2 separate regions of the Mus musculus genome follow, and region 1 is linked to region 2. A link is a contact called in public promoter capture Hi-C data. All regions are on one chromosome and are shown on one strand. The core of a region is the stretch at or near the end of the contact, and the rest is flanking DNA. Distances in the headings are between cores, read along the strand shown.

What was found. Capture Hi-C pulls out chosen DNA fragments and counts their contacts.
Region 1: a contact with region 2 is called in a promoter capture Hi-C map of adipose tissue, with 2.5 times the contacts expected there. The contact joins the promoter of Klhl25 here to the promoter of Slco3a1 in region 2. A contact is called at or near these places in 4 of 39 promoter capture datasets (cranial neural crest, frontonasal cranial neural crest, hematopoietic stem and progenitor cells and 1 more), 1 of 484 Hi-C or Micro-C datasets (CD4 T cells) and 1 of 9 other capture datasets (adipose tissue).

What each region holds. Positions count from the first base shown.
Region 1 is chr7:75,845,570-75,851,602 of GRCm38.p6, reverse strand. It overlaps Klhl25 (kelch-like 25), which reads right to left and starts at 3,265. Exons shown (of 3, transcript NM_001122780.1): 1 at 3,130-3,265. It overlaps Gm51489 (a long non-coding RNA gene), which reads right to left. Exons shown (of 3, transcript XR_003946804.1): 3 at 3,891-4,003.
Region 2 is chr7:74,553,313-74,560,146 of GRCm38.p6, reverse strand. It overlaps Slco3a1 (solute carrier organic anion transporter family, member 3a1), which reads left to right and starts at 5,367. Exons shown (of 10, transcript NM_023908.2): 1 at 5,367-5,736. The coding sequence starts at 5,557.

The sequences.
Region 1 (6,033 bases), core at 2,016-4,515, 1.3 Mb before region 2:
TCGTATCCCTAACTGTTCCGTATCTGCCCGCCCTGGCAGCACTTTGAGTTCTGGGATTAACGGTGTTTATACCCTAGCACCTCTCTGAGACAGTGCTGTGTGCTGTGTGCTCCCCAAGCTCACCTTGAACTCCTGCTCCTCCTCCCTTCGCTTGCCAAGGGCTGAGCACAGGTGTGAGCCTCGCTGCCTGGATTGATCCCGGGCTTTATGCACGGCAGGCAAGCACTCGTCAATGAGCACATCTCAGCCCAGGGTACTGTCACTTAGAAGAACAGGACACAGTTGCTTACCTCTTATCATCCAAGGGGGAACCAAGGCAGGGCTGGGGAAAGGTTTAAGAGCAAGAAAGAGATTAACACCTCCATGCTGTGTCAGGAGGACAGAGCAAAGGGGACAGGGAGGTGGGCACGAGCAGCCCACTAGAAGCCAGACACCATTTCAGGATGAGCTGTACAGTGCAGGTTGTCACCTACACCCTCCTCCAGGAGGCCTCACAGTGACACGGGCAGCATTTGAACCCAGGTCAACCAGAGCCTGAGCTCCTTCCACTCACCCTGTGCTGAAGGGACTTAAGGGGCAGCCCTGCCAACCTCAGAGTCCCTTTCTGTCCCTTTAGTGTCTGCTCCCAAGTCCTAACAAGCCCCAGAGACACCTGGCAGGGCAGGCAGGTGTCAGCTTCAGATGTCTTTAGAGCTGGTGCCAGCAGAGGGTTCTCAGGGCATGGGCACGGTTGCTGAGAAGGAGAAAAAGCCTGCAGTGGCAGCCAGACAGCAGCAGACTCATCACAAGTCCTGCTGGGATGCGGTTTCTGTACGCTGGGATGCTTAAGTTCTGCCTCTGCCTGGCCATCCTCACATAGCTCCCAAGTGTTTCCTGGCCTCGAAAAGGATTCACTGGCAGATCAGCAAGGCAACTCAATTATGAAATTTACCACATTAGAGGACTTACTGCATTAGCATTTCAATCGGCCAATTCATTTGTGGCCCACCACTGTTGGCTTGTGCCAGCTCTATAGGGGTGTGTGTGTGTGTGTGTGTGTGTGTGTGTGTGTGTCCTGCCCAGGGCACACTGACACTGCCAGCTAATAAAGAACTCAGGGCCCAGGCAGTGAGCTGGTGAGCAGGAGCCCCCAGAAGCTGCTGGGAAGCCAGGTCCTCCAATGAACCTGGACAGCTGCCCATCCTAGAGCTGGCCCTGGGAGAGTGTGGATGGATGGCTAGAAAAAATGGCTGCAACCAGGGCATGGAATGAAGGTTTGGTAGGCTCATGCTGGCTTTCCTTTTCTCTCTCCAAGAAGCCTTCATCCTTCTCTCCAGCTTCCTGTTACCTGCTCCCTGGGGTTCTGCAAACTGATGTATCAAGGTCCCCATCCATGAGCCAGCACCTCCTCCTTTCTGAAAGCAGGGTCTCAATATCATCTGCTCAAATGATTAGTTTGACTAAAGCCGTCTCTGCATACATAGCAAGCTCACTGCTCCAGGCCGCCCTCCTCCCTCTAAGACAGGAAGGATGCATTTACTTTACAGCGCACACGGGGGCATTTCTTTTTGTCTTCCTACTTTTCTCTCCCTACACTGGTGGCACAGGCTTAAGATGCCATCAACAGGAACTGAGCCACCGTGGAACACACAACTTGCACACGGATCCTGCACCGCTGCATGGCGCAAGGAACCCAGTTGCAGTTCGATGCCCATGAAAAAGATTTCGTCTGTCCATCCTCCACAATTTTTTTGAACAATCTCCCTGGACTGGCTTGCTGATAAAGGACTCAGCTGAAATATCAATAATTACAGGGCTGGGACAAAAGTGACTTTGCCCATCTCCACAGACAAAGCCTGTGATCTCCACAACCCTGTCTTAGAGGGACCAAATCTACTGTAGGATAAGAGCACCGTGGGTCCTCCCTCCTCTGTCCCCTGACACAAGCTTTCAGCAACACCCATAAAAAGTCCTCCCAGCATAACTGTGCCGCTTATGAAAGAGGCTCAGCAAACTAGAGGGTCAGGTGCCAAGTGCCCCTCCCTCCCCGTCTTACTCCAGGGGTGAAGAGCCCAGACATCTGGCATACCTTGTCCTGCCCTGAGCATGGAGGGAGAACTAGTGCCCAATGAACCTTGGCCAAAGCAACTTGGCCTCTGGTCTCCCCAAAGTACAGATGAACTACAAAGCCCCCGAGAGTCCGCCCCTCCCCCCAACTTCCTGTGCTCGAGTCTCTAGAAAGTCTCCCAGATTGGTAAGGTGGCACTTGCTTATAAACCCAGCTCTCAGGAGACTGGGACCAGAGATTTCATGCTCAAGGCTGGCCTGACGTTTATAACAAGACTAAAACCGGGAGAGGAAAAAAAGAAAAAAAAGTAAGACTGTGAGAATCCACTTTGAGGTCCTTGAGGCACTTGCACCCAAGTGTCTGGTGCCCCAGTAGGCACAATTCCCGAGTAGGAAAAAGCTTCTAATACAGCTATGAAGGAGACTAGTCCAGTGGGGATTTGCAGACCACAGCGGAATTCTCGCGCCAGGGCAACGCATGGGAGGAGGGGAATGGGATGGCGGGGGGAGGGGGGGGTGGACTACTTGCTACGGCCCTGCCAGATCGGCCACCACCTGGGTAGGTAGGGGCGTATGGCTCCGGGAGTGTCACCACTCTCCCTTGATAGACAACTTTCCAGACAGGAAGGACCCTATGCTGCGGGCCACACGGCCAGGCCCTGCTGTCTACTCTTCCCTGGTTTAACCCCTCGGCCCTGGCTAGGTACAAGCAAGTCGCGGGGACCTTGGCTAGGTGTGTGCACAAAGCTGCACGGTTCGCATCCTCGAAGACAAGCAGTTTCCTCTTTCTAGGATCAATAGTAATTTTTTTAAAAAAGAGAATCAGCGGACTCAATGAATCAAACACTCCCGGGAGAGGGTAGCCGCTCCTGCGCGTAACATCCGTTTGGAAAACAATTCATTCCCTTGGCGGGAGCTCTGAACATAACAGTACGGGGTCCCCAAGCTCGATCGAGGGGCGCTCCCAGGTCAGCACCCACTTCCCCGACCCAGTGAACTGGGCCTGCGGTCCTACGCCCTGCCCGGCGATCCTCGAGCAGGATCGCTCGCTGTCCCGGTGACAAGTTCCGACCTGATCCTCACCGTGCGGCCCCACAGGCTCTGCAGTCCCCGCCGCTGCCGCCGCCCCCGGCCGGCTCACCAGTCCCGGCCGCGATCCCGTAGCCGAACCGCACGGGCGCTGCCAACAAACTAGTTTCTCCGGCCTTCCCGCCCCGCCTCGCGGCCCGAAGCGCAGCAACCAATCATAAACCGCGCCTCTGTGACGGATGGGTCGACTGACCCGTAATACAGTCGCGTGAGAAGAAAGGGACGGTCGTCCAGGCCATCGGTGCCGCGGAAGGCGGGGCGGGGAGAGGAAAGCGACTGCCACCAGATTCTTAAAGGGACAGGCCATTGCCTTTCTGTTCTGGTGGCCAGAGTTGGGAGAAAGCAACACGACCTGTTCTAGAGCTTCTCTTAAGGAAGGTCTTTGTCGATCACACGCATTCTTCTTTCTGTTACCGAATCACAGCCGTTGTTGATCTTTTTAAAGACCAGCAATCTAATCGCTCCTATGTTAAGGAAATCCTTTTTCCCTCCCGGCTAGTTTCGATGCGAGGGAATTTCTACAGACACGAATCCCTGTCTATACTGGGAATTCCCAGATTTCAAGGGAGAGGACTTTAAGCTTCAGCTGTTCTGTCAAGCCGGTGGAAATTTCTTCCTAAACTTTTTTTTAACCCTTCAAATATCCTTCACTATTAGAACTCTCAGCGGTACAAAACTGATAGAGTAAATCTATATCTATACATACATACATACATACATACATACATACAACACACATATGGAATTTATTAGAGTAACTTTCAGGCTGTGGCCGGGGTAGCCCAACAATGGCTGTCTCCGGATATAACGTCTGAGAGTCCAACTGTCAGTCCACGAGGCTGGATGCTTCAGCTGGTCTTCAGTATACCTTGGAATTCAGAAGAAGTTGGCTATAATACAATGAAAGAATGACCCTACCTGTGAAACTTAAGGGCAGACAAAGAGCAAAAGCTTGCTTCTTCCAGGTCCTTTTTCCAGGCTGCCGCTAGAAGGTGCCCAGATTTAGGGTGGGTCTTCGGGGGTGGGTGGATATGGGGGACTTTTGGTATAGCATTGGAAATGTAAATGAGCTAAATACCTAATAAAAAATGGAAAAAAAAAAAAGAATGAAATTGGCTCAAAAAAAAAAAAAAAAGGGTCTTCCTATCTCAAATGATCCAACCAGGAAAAAATCCCTCACAGGTGAGCCCAGCTGCTTGGGTTTTAGCTACTCCAGATATAATCAAGTTGAGGATCAAGAGTAGACATCACACTTGCCCAACGCATCCATTAGTTCATTTAAGAGTTACTAGATGAGCTGGGGAGTGGCGCTCACAACCACCTGTAATGAGAACGCCCTCTTCTGGTGCGTCTGAAGTCAGCTACAGTGTACTTATGTATAATAATAAATCTTTGGGCCGGAGCGAGCAGAGACTCTAAAAATTCAATTCCCAACAACCACATGAAGGTTCACAACCATCTGTACAGCTACAGTGTACTCACATACATTTAATTAATTAATTAAAAGAGTTACTAGACCTGGGCGGTGGGGGCTTACTCCTTTAACCCCAGCACACAAGGCAGAGGAATGCCAATCTGATTTCCACACCAGCTGATCTATAAAGTTGATTCCAGGACAGCCAGGGCTACACAGAGAAACCCTGTCTTAAAGGAAAAAAAAAAAAAAAAGGGAGGGAGGATATTTTCTAGATTTCTATGTCAGAGAGAGAGAGAGAGAGAGAGAGAGAGACTGCCTGCCTGCCTGCCTGCCTGCCTGCCTGCCTGCCTGCCTGCCTGTGTGCTATAATTCTGAGACCTTGTAATCTGGTCTTGAAGTTCCATCGGCTTCTTTCTTCTCACCGCACCACACCCCACTATGTGATGCTCTGATGGATGGTTCTTGCAGGCAGAAGGAGTATCATTAAACCTTTCCTACAGGATTATTGTAAAGATGGAGGGCTTGGGAGCCAGTAAATGCTCAAGAGGGTGTCTCCATACCGCCTAGATCTGGAGACATTTAAGATGGAAGGGTTCCCATATTTAAGAGGAGCCTTGGCCAGAGCTGATCGGTGGTCTAATGTGCTGGCAAGAAACTTTCCAAAGGGACAGGGCAGCATCAAATAATTGTTTCATTAAATGAATGACAGTCAGCATTTATAGTTATAGGTGCCCTGCCAATTTCCTAAAGCAAAAGCATTTATATAATTATTGCTTGGATGAAGCCTCCCATGCAAAATTGATTCTTAGCAAGTTCATAAGCATTGAGTATTTTTTTTTAAGACTGTCTGTGAACTTACACATGCCAAGCATCAGAAATCTGGCTCACATTATCACTGTTTCAGTCTTCAACTCTGGGGCCTAAATTAGGTAGTGGCATACATTAAAAGCAAATATAGCCAATAAAAAGAAATCAGAGCCAAGAACATGTATTGAGTTATTGAATTTAGAGAGGAAGCCAGGAAAGAAAGAAATGAGCCTGTTTTGCCATCTGCCTCAGCATTAGCACAGACCCTGGAGCATCCCCCTATCTGTGAGGAGCGGGTGTGGCAGCAGTCCCAAGAAGGCGCCAGGGACTGCAGCTAAGTCTTATGACTTGCACCTGACTTCCTCATACACCTGAAAATAAGCCACAATCACCGTGAGAGCTGCGCAGGTGCACCAGGATACTGGTGAATCCATTTTGGTGGAGACATGCCCCTGCTGCCCTGATTAGCTGAAGCTGTGTGCCTGGTGAGGTGACATGGCCTGCCATGAGTATCGGATGAGGGCTGAGAGTATATAAGAGTGAGAGGCCCGGGTTAGAGAGAGAGATAAAGTAAAGAGAGATAAAGTTGAAACAAGAGAGAGGAAGACTGAAGTTTGCTGAATAAACTGTTGTTAGAAGGACTGGTGGTCGTGTCGCTCTTGCTGGTCGAGAGC
Region 2 (6,834 bases), core at 4,118-6,617:
TGCAGGGCGTGTGGGTGGGCAGACCAGGAGGGATCCTTCAGGCTTTCTGACTGAGAAATTACCCTGGATCCATACACACAGCCACACTCTTCCTTCCTATGAAAGGACAGGGTACTCCCCCTTGCTCCTGTGTTAAGGGCAGCTTCCTCTGGAATCTGACATGCTTTTTTCAGCATCCTGAATGCTTTGTGCCCTGCATGTCCTGCCAGCCTCTTCAAATGCTCACTGGTAATTGAACAGATGTTGGAAAAGAAATATCAGGGGGACAATTGTGATTTGAAGTTCAGCATCTTTACTTTCATTCTGTAGCTCAAATGTGCCGAGGAAACAACAATCTGACACAAGACAAACAGCAAGTGGACTCTACCCCCACATGCCCATCTCAGTCATTAGTGACCAGGCACTTTCCCGGAAGGATAGCAGTGTGATGACTCCGTCAGAATAAAAATAACCAGCATTTCCCTGGAAGATGGTTCTTTTTTCTAAAGCTAAAAACCAGAAACAAATACAAATATCACACTAAAATAAAATCCAATATTGGTTTCAACCTAATTTTAGGTGGATTTTTTTTCTCAAGTTATGATGCATATGGACAGTCTTCCTCTATACTAAGATTCAAATAGCCTATTTGGGTTAACAAATTCTAATTACTTCCAAAGTAGCAGTCCAGCCTGAGGGGAGATCCAGAAAGCAAAGACAGTGCTAAGAATATATTTTTATTTCTTCCCTTTCACCTCAAAACTAAGCTGTCATGAATAAAGCATATTTCAAAATCTCTATTTATCTCCAGTTAATTCTCCAATTTCTACCCATGCTTTCATATTCTCTCCTTTTCCACATGAATTCCGGACTCACCTGGTTGAAGATTGATCCACATATATGCTTATCCGTTTTATTCTTCAGGACATATTTAAATTAAGAGAGATAATTAAATATAAATCTCAGAATATAGTGGGTAGTTAACAGAGGATGTGTTAGGCAGATATTGTCAGGCAAACTGGTATGGGGAAAAGAAAGACTATAAGGAATAGAAGCAAACTTCAGCTCAGCACAAACACTATTTTCAAGCCAGAGGAGTTAGCCTCACTTTAATTCTATCCTTGGGTGAACATAGTATGTGATTGGTAAATTAAAAAAAAAAAACACTCTGTGTGTGTGTGTGTATTACATACCGTATACACATATATAGTTTTTAAATTTACACACACACACACACACACACACACACACACACATACATATATCTTTTGAAAAAAATATGGCATCTGCAGTGTAAGAAACTCAACATCTATTTTTCCATTCCAATGACAATCAGACATCATTCTATGAATTTATTTTTCAACCTTGTATTTGCCTGTGAACAAAATTGAGCTGCAAAGATGACTCATGTGAATTACTTGAACAATAGTTTCTCAGTGAGTTGACTTACATCGAGGCCACTTGCTGTGAAATCTTGCCACAGCCCAGTGACAGTGGAAGATTGTGTTATTTTGTGTGTAAGTGTGTGAGAGATTGTGTCTATGTGTGTGTGCATATGTGTGTTTGTGTCTCTGTGTGTGCATGTGTGATTGCATGTGTGTATGTGGTGTGAAAATGTGTGTGTGTGTGTGTGTGTGTGTGTGTGTGTATTCACAAAAAAATTTAACCCACTTCTCTTCTTCAGTGGAAGAGGCAAGTTCTCCAAATACTAACCACTCATATTTACCTATTCATGTTAATATTTTAGGACTCCAAGGTCAATTTGTTTTTCCATGTCAGCAAATCTTCTGGCTTTCCTGGGTCACATTTCAAGATTGTGTGGCTTTCCAATACCCAGAATACTGTCATTAGCCAACTTAACAAGAATTTGAGAGCCAAGGTCGTACTAGCAATATTCTCTTTGTAACTCTAAAGAGTTACCTGGTCCAGAGAAGTAGTTGAAAATCCAAAAGAAGTGCAAGGTCTCTGTGGACACTGACCACTGACCCATTCCTAAATTTACTACTAACCACTAGGGGATAGGTAGACCAAAAACAACCTCAGGTGGCCCCTGGAATGTTTCCAGTTTCTCTATGGCAATATAAAGGCCATCTTGTTGAGGAAATGCCCTGGGACTGTAGGCTCTGATTTTCTTACTCTCCAAGTCACTGTGGACTGTCTATTTCTAACAGTGGTGTGTGTGTGGGGGGGGGGGGTGACCCTGGCATCGGGAGAGCTAAGCCCCTGGTCTGGATCTTCCTTTCTCCTTTCTCTTCTCATTCAGTCCCCTATCAATTCCTGCTAGACCGTGCAGGTTCCATCCTTGGCCACAAAGCCACTTGTCACTTTTTCTCAAGGTATTAGCTGTCAAAGAACCACTTGATAAGCTTCTTTGGTGAGTTGTGCAAACAGACCCAATAGTGGCTAGTTTTCTCCTGCTTCCTTTGTGTGTCGGGGATGGCAAAATGGAAGTACTTCTTGCCCACAAACCTATCCCATCACCCTAGAGCCACAGTTTTGACTAAGACAAGTAAAGGAGGAAGGGCATTGAACTAAGTGCTCAAAATTCCTTCTTCCACACTGTAAGCCTGCAGCTAGCCTGGTGGATTCCTAAATCTTCTGATGCATTATGGCACTCATACTCAGCTACTATTAATGACAGGAAGAACAGACATGCATAATCTAGAACCCTACCTCTGACAGCATTTATGCCTAATTTATTTAAAGATAGTTCATGTTATAAATCTAAAATAAAGTCAAGTTGCCTTCCCCTGAGTCTACATGAGGCAAAGTGATTTGAAGCAGAGAGCCCGGGCTGAGACAGAAGTCCTGTTCCAATTTGGTGTGTGACTTTGGGCTAGCTACTACATCTCTCTGAATTTCTGCCTTTAAGGAGAACGGTGTGACTCTCACCTTCCTGGTAGGACTGCAGGATGAAACAGTAGACATTTTGTTGGCTCTGCCAACCTTGACTGAGTGAGTGGGTGGCATGGGTCAAGTTAGTTCCCCTTCCTAGATCTCAGTTTTCTCCCTGAACAAGGCTAAGTGCACCATCTAGTTTAGAAGGTTGCTGTGGGGTTATGGTAAGGTGCTGCTCTATACTGAGGGCTTGGTCAAGGCAAGCACAAAATGAACATCGGTATTTGTGTGATTGCAGGGTATGTAAATGAGTCTCAAAGACTAACACACCCCGATATTTCAACCTTCAGCCTTGTGACTCATTCAGAGGGAGATTCCCCCTGTCTTCCAGCTCACCAAAGGAATCAGGGTTAGTGAGGAGGGACTATGTAAGGGCAGAGTCATGAGAAAGATCAAGAACAAGAAGCAAAAGATCCAAAGAAGGTTGGCAATGCATACCCAGAGGTGGCAGAGATGGGAAAGGTACAGCCAAACAGTAAGGATTTCAGCCATGGTGTAATAGAGCCACACACGAGCCCAGAGACAAGTGTGCCCCCCCCCCCCTTTTTGGCTACCAGACTATTGAATTAACAGTCCTGAAGGAATTGGAATTCCTCTACCAATCTCAAGCTGCCAGAAGATCAAGGTGCCAGCCACAGGAGGAGCTTGTCTTCCAGGAAGGTAGTTGGCAGAGCTAGTTGACAATTTGTCAGACCACCCATAGCAGACTGGAGCCCAGATGTTGATGGGTTAATGATGGGCAAGACTGTACCTTGACCTGGACTACTTAGTGATTCATATCCTTTTGTACCTAAAGCTCATGCAGAACATGGAAGAATCAGTTAGAGAGTGGGGAGATCACTAGACCTGTCTATTTGTTCTTCTTCCCAATGGAGCCACAATGAATAATCTTTCTTCTCTTCTTTTGTTACTTGCTCCTTCAGTTGGCATTCCGAAGACAGGGGGCTGAGCCTAGCTTCTTAGGGCTGCCAGGACACAGGCTTTGACCCTAACAACTCCAGGATACAATACCACTGGTAGAGAAGAACACTGTAGAGAGTGATGCCAGAGAGTAATTTAGGCCGAAGGTACCCCAGACAAGGGGAGGCACATTGAAAACCACACCAAGACTAGGTGAGGTCATGTCTGGAAGACAGATGGATGAAGCAATTTATATTTAAATGGTAAGGCAAACAACACACCCCCACTGTGCCACCGTCTATTCTTACTCAATTTCTCTGGAAGAAAGTAGAAATTATGGCCGGTGCTAATTGCTATGCACTATTGAATGTAAGCCTTGGCATTGGGATATAGGCCCTTGGGAAAGCAAGGAAAAGTTCTCCAAATAGGCTTTGGCTTCTCCATCACTAACGTGGACAACAATGCTAGGTATTTTCTGTTCGTATCCACTTTTCTCTTAGCTTCCAAACGCTGCTGCCTGAATCAGTACATCCTATCAGAGGCGCCTTGTGGACCAAAATCCTAGGGAATGCTGGGGAGCAAGGGGCGGAGGACTGATGACAATTGGCTCTGCTGCATGCTGACCTTCAGGCCAAGCCAGGGAGGGCCACAATAGTCAGGAGAGGGGTGGGGACACAGCAGGCTTGTGGCTCATCCCTTCCTGAACTCCAACCGCAGGCCGCTGGAGAACTAAACAAGGCCCTCTGCTGGGGTCCTTGTGATCTGCAGTTGCCTGTACTTGGAGGCTGGGGGAAGATGTGAGACTCCCTGAAGCTCTAACTTCCCTTCTCAGAGGTTCTGTTTCTTTCTCCCATTTTCGGGGAATGGGCGGTTTAGATATGTCCAGTAGCCACTGAATGCAGGAGCAGAGGCTGGCAAACCAAAGGAGCCAATGGCAGCTCCTATCTCGGCATCTTCCAGAGCCCCAGAGCACAACGTCTGTCCTTAGAAATCCCTAAACCAAGCCGAATACAGCTCCTGCGATACTCTCTTTATGAAAATTGCTTCTTCTCTCCGGCCTTAGCAGTCCGGTACCCGCACTAGAAGTAGGGTGCCTGGATACTCCCATCTCTGCACCTCATTGCTAGTCCTAGTACCACCCAGTTTCCGCCTTGGTGCCCTGGGCCCCACAATGCCTCCTAGTGGCCGGGTAGCACCTTCCTCGCTCAGCCTCCTACCCCACCAGGACTCCTGGATTTTGCAGTTTCGCTGGGTAGTTAGACCCCGCCGGCCTTGACCATCAGCAAGCCCTTAGTGCCCCAAGCAGGTCCCCTCGTGCCTCCCAGGGACGCACCCGCAGCCAGTAGCGGCGCAGCCCGGGGCTCAAGGCGGCGATCAGGCCCCGGCCCGGGCTTGGGGCGCTAGGGGTGAAGGCAAGCGAAGCCGGCGGGCCAGGGGAAGCCGGTGAAGGCAACGGCGAGAGTCCGAGAGAGGCTAGGCGGCGGCAGCAGCGGGCGACGCGAGGAGTCCCTGTGATTGGCACAGCCCGAGCCGGAGGAGGCGGCGAAGGGAGGGCGGAGGAGGAGGAGGAGGAGAAGGAGGAGGAGGAGGAAGGGAGCTAGCGCGGCGGCAGCGAGGAGCGGAGCCTTCAACCTCTCTAGCCGCGGCAGGACGGGGGCGGCCGCCGCGGGCCCGGGGCGGGGACAGTACGCAGCCTCGCGGCACGCACCCCCGCCCGGCAACGGCCACGACACCCGGGGCGAGCGGGAAAGCGGCGGCGGCGGCGGCGGCGGGGGAAGGATGCAGGGAAAGAAGCCGGGCGGCTCGTCGGGCGGCGGCCGGAGCGGCGAGCTGCAGGGGGACGAGGCGCAGAGGAACAAGAAGAAGAAAAAGAAGGTGTCCTGCTTCTCCAACATCAAGATCTTCCTGGTGTCTGAGTGCGCCTTGATGCTGGCGCAGGGTACGGTGGGCGCCTACCTGGTGAGTCCGGGTGCCAACTCTGCGGCGGACCCCCTTCCCTGCCGGCGCTTCTCGGGCTTGCCGCCTGGCACCGGGAAGGGGCCTCGCCGGCTCCGGGGGCAGGCGGGCATGACCTCGGCCCGGCACGGAGGTTGGCGACTGGTGCAGAGGCGGCCGCCGGGGGAGCTGCCGGCCGGAGCTCGGAGCGGGCGGGACCGTGGATGCCGGCAGCTCGCGCGCCGGGCAGGGGCTAGGGAAGGGGTGCCTGAAAGGAGATGCCGCAGGCAGGTGGGCATGAAACTGTTTCTTCTCCCCTCTTGAAAACGGAGCCATATGGCGAGTTCAGGGAGCCTCCTCAGAGACTGGAAGGCATCGCGGTTCAGGTGACCTGCACATGGGAGGAAAAGCCAGTTAGCATCCTGCGTCCTCTACTCTCCGTTTCATCCGCCCGGTGAACGAATCATTATGCATCTTTTTTCCCCCTGGCTCTTTCTCCATCCACCAATTGCTGGGGGAATTTAAAAGGCGCCCGAGTGTGGCCCTGAGCTCAGCGGTAACTGCAGGGGGACTAGTCCCACCCAGATCCCAATAGCCATCTTTCTGTGGAGGGATAAAGTTATAGTACCTGGAGAGCAGCTGCGAGTTTCTGTAGTTCTACCTTAATTCCCCATCATGGTCGCTCGCCCACACGGGGAGTGGATCATCTGTACAATATGTATTTGCTTTATTTGTCTCCAGAAAGGGATTATTGATGCCCAAAGGCCCATGGACACCTACTATGCCCAGGGAATCCACTTGTAAGGATTACCAAGTACCTACTTTGTCGCTTTCTTCTGTCTTGCTCAGGTGGTCCGCACTTGAGTTTCAGACAGTGCACTTCCAGACCTATTCTGTCTACCCAGGAAAAGATGTCTTCGAGTGGATAGTGTTAAATCATTACTTGGCTATTGACCTGAAACTGGAATCAAATGTCATAGATTTTAAGTGTTAGTGAGCACATTTGATGGAGATCGAATTGGACAAGATTTCAAAAGCGGTTGGATAACCACATCCAGAGATAGAGCTATGTGTATCCTGATGCTATCATGAATCCCTCATTCCTGGCCCAGGGTTAAAGTT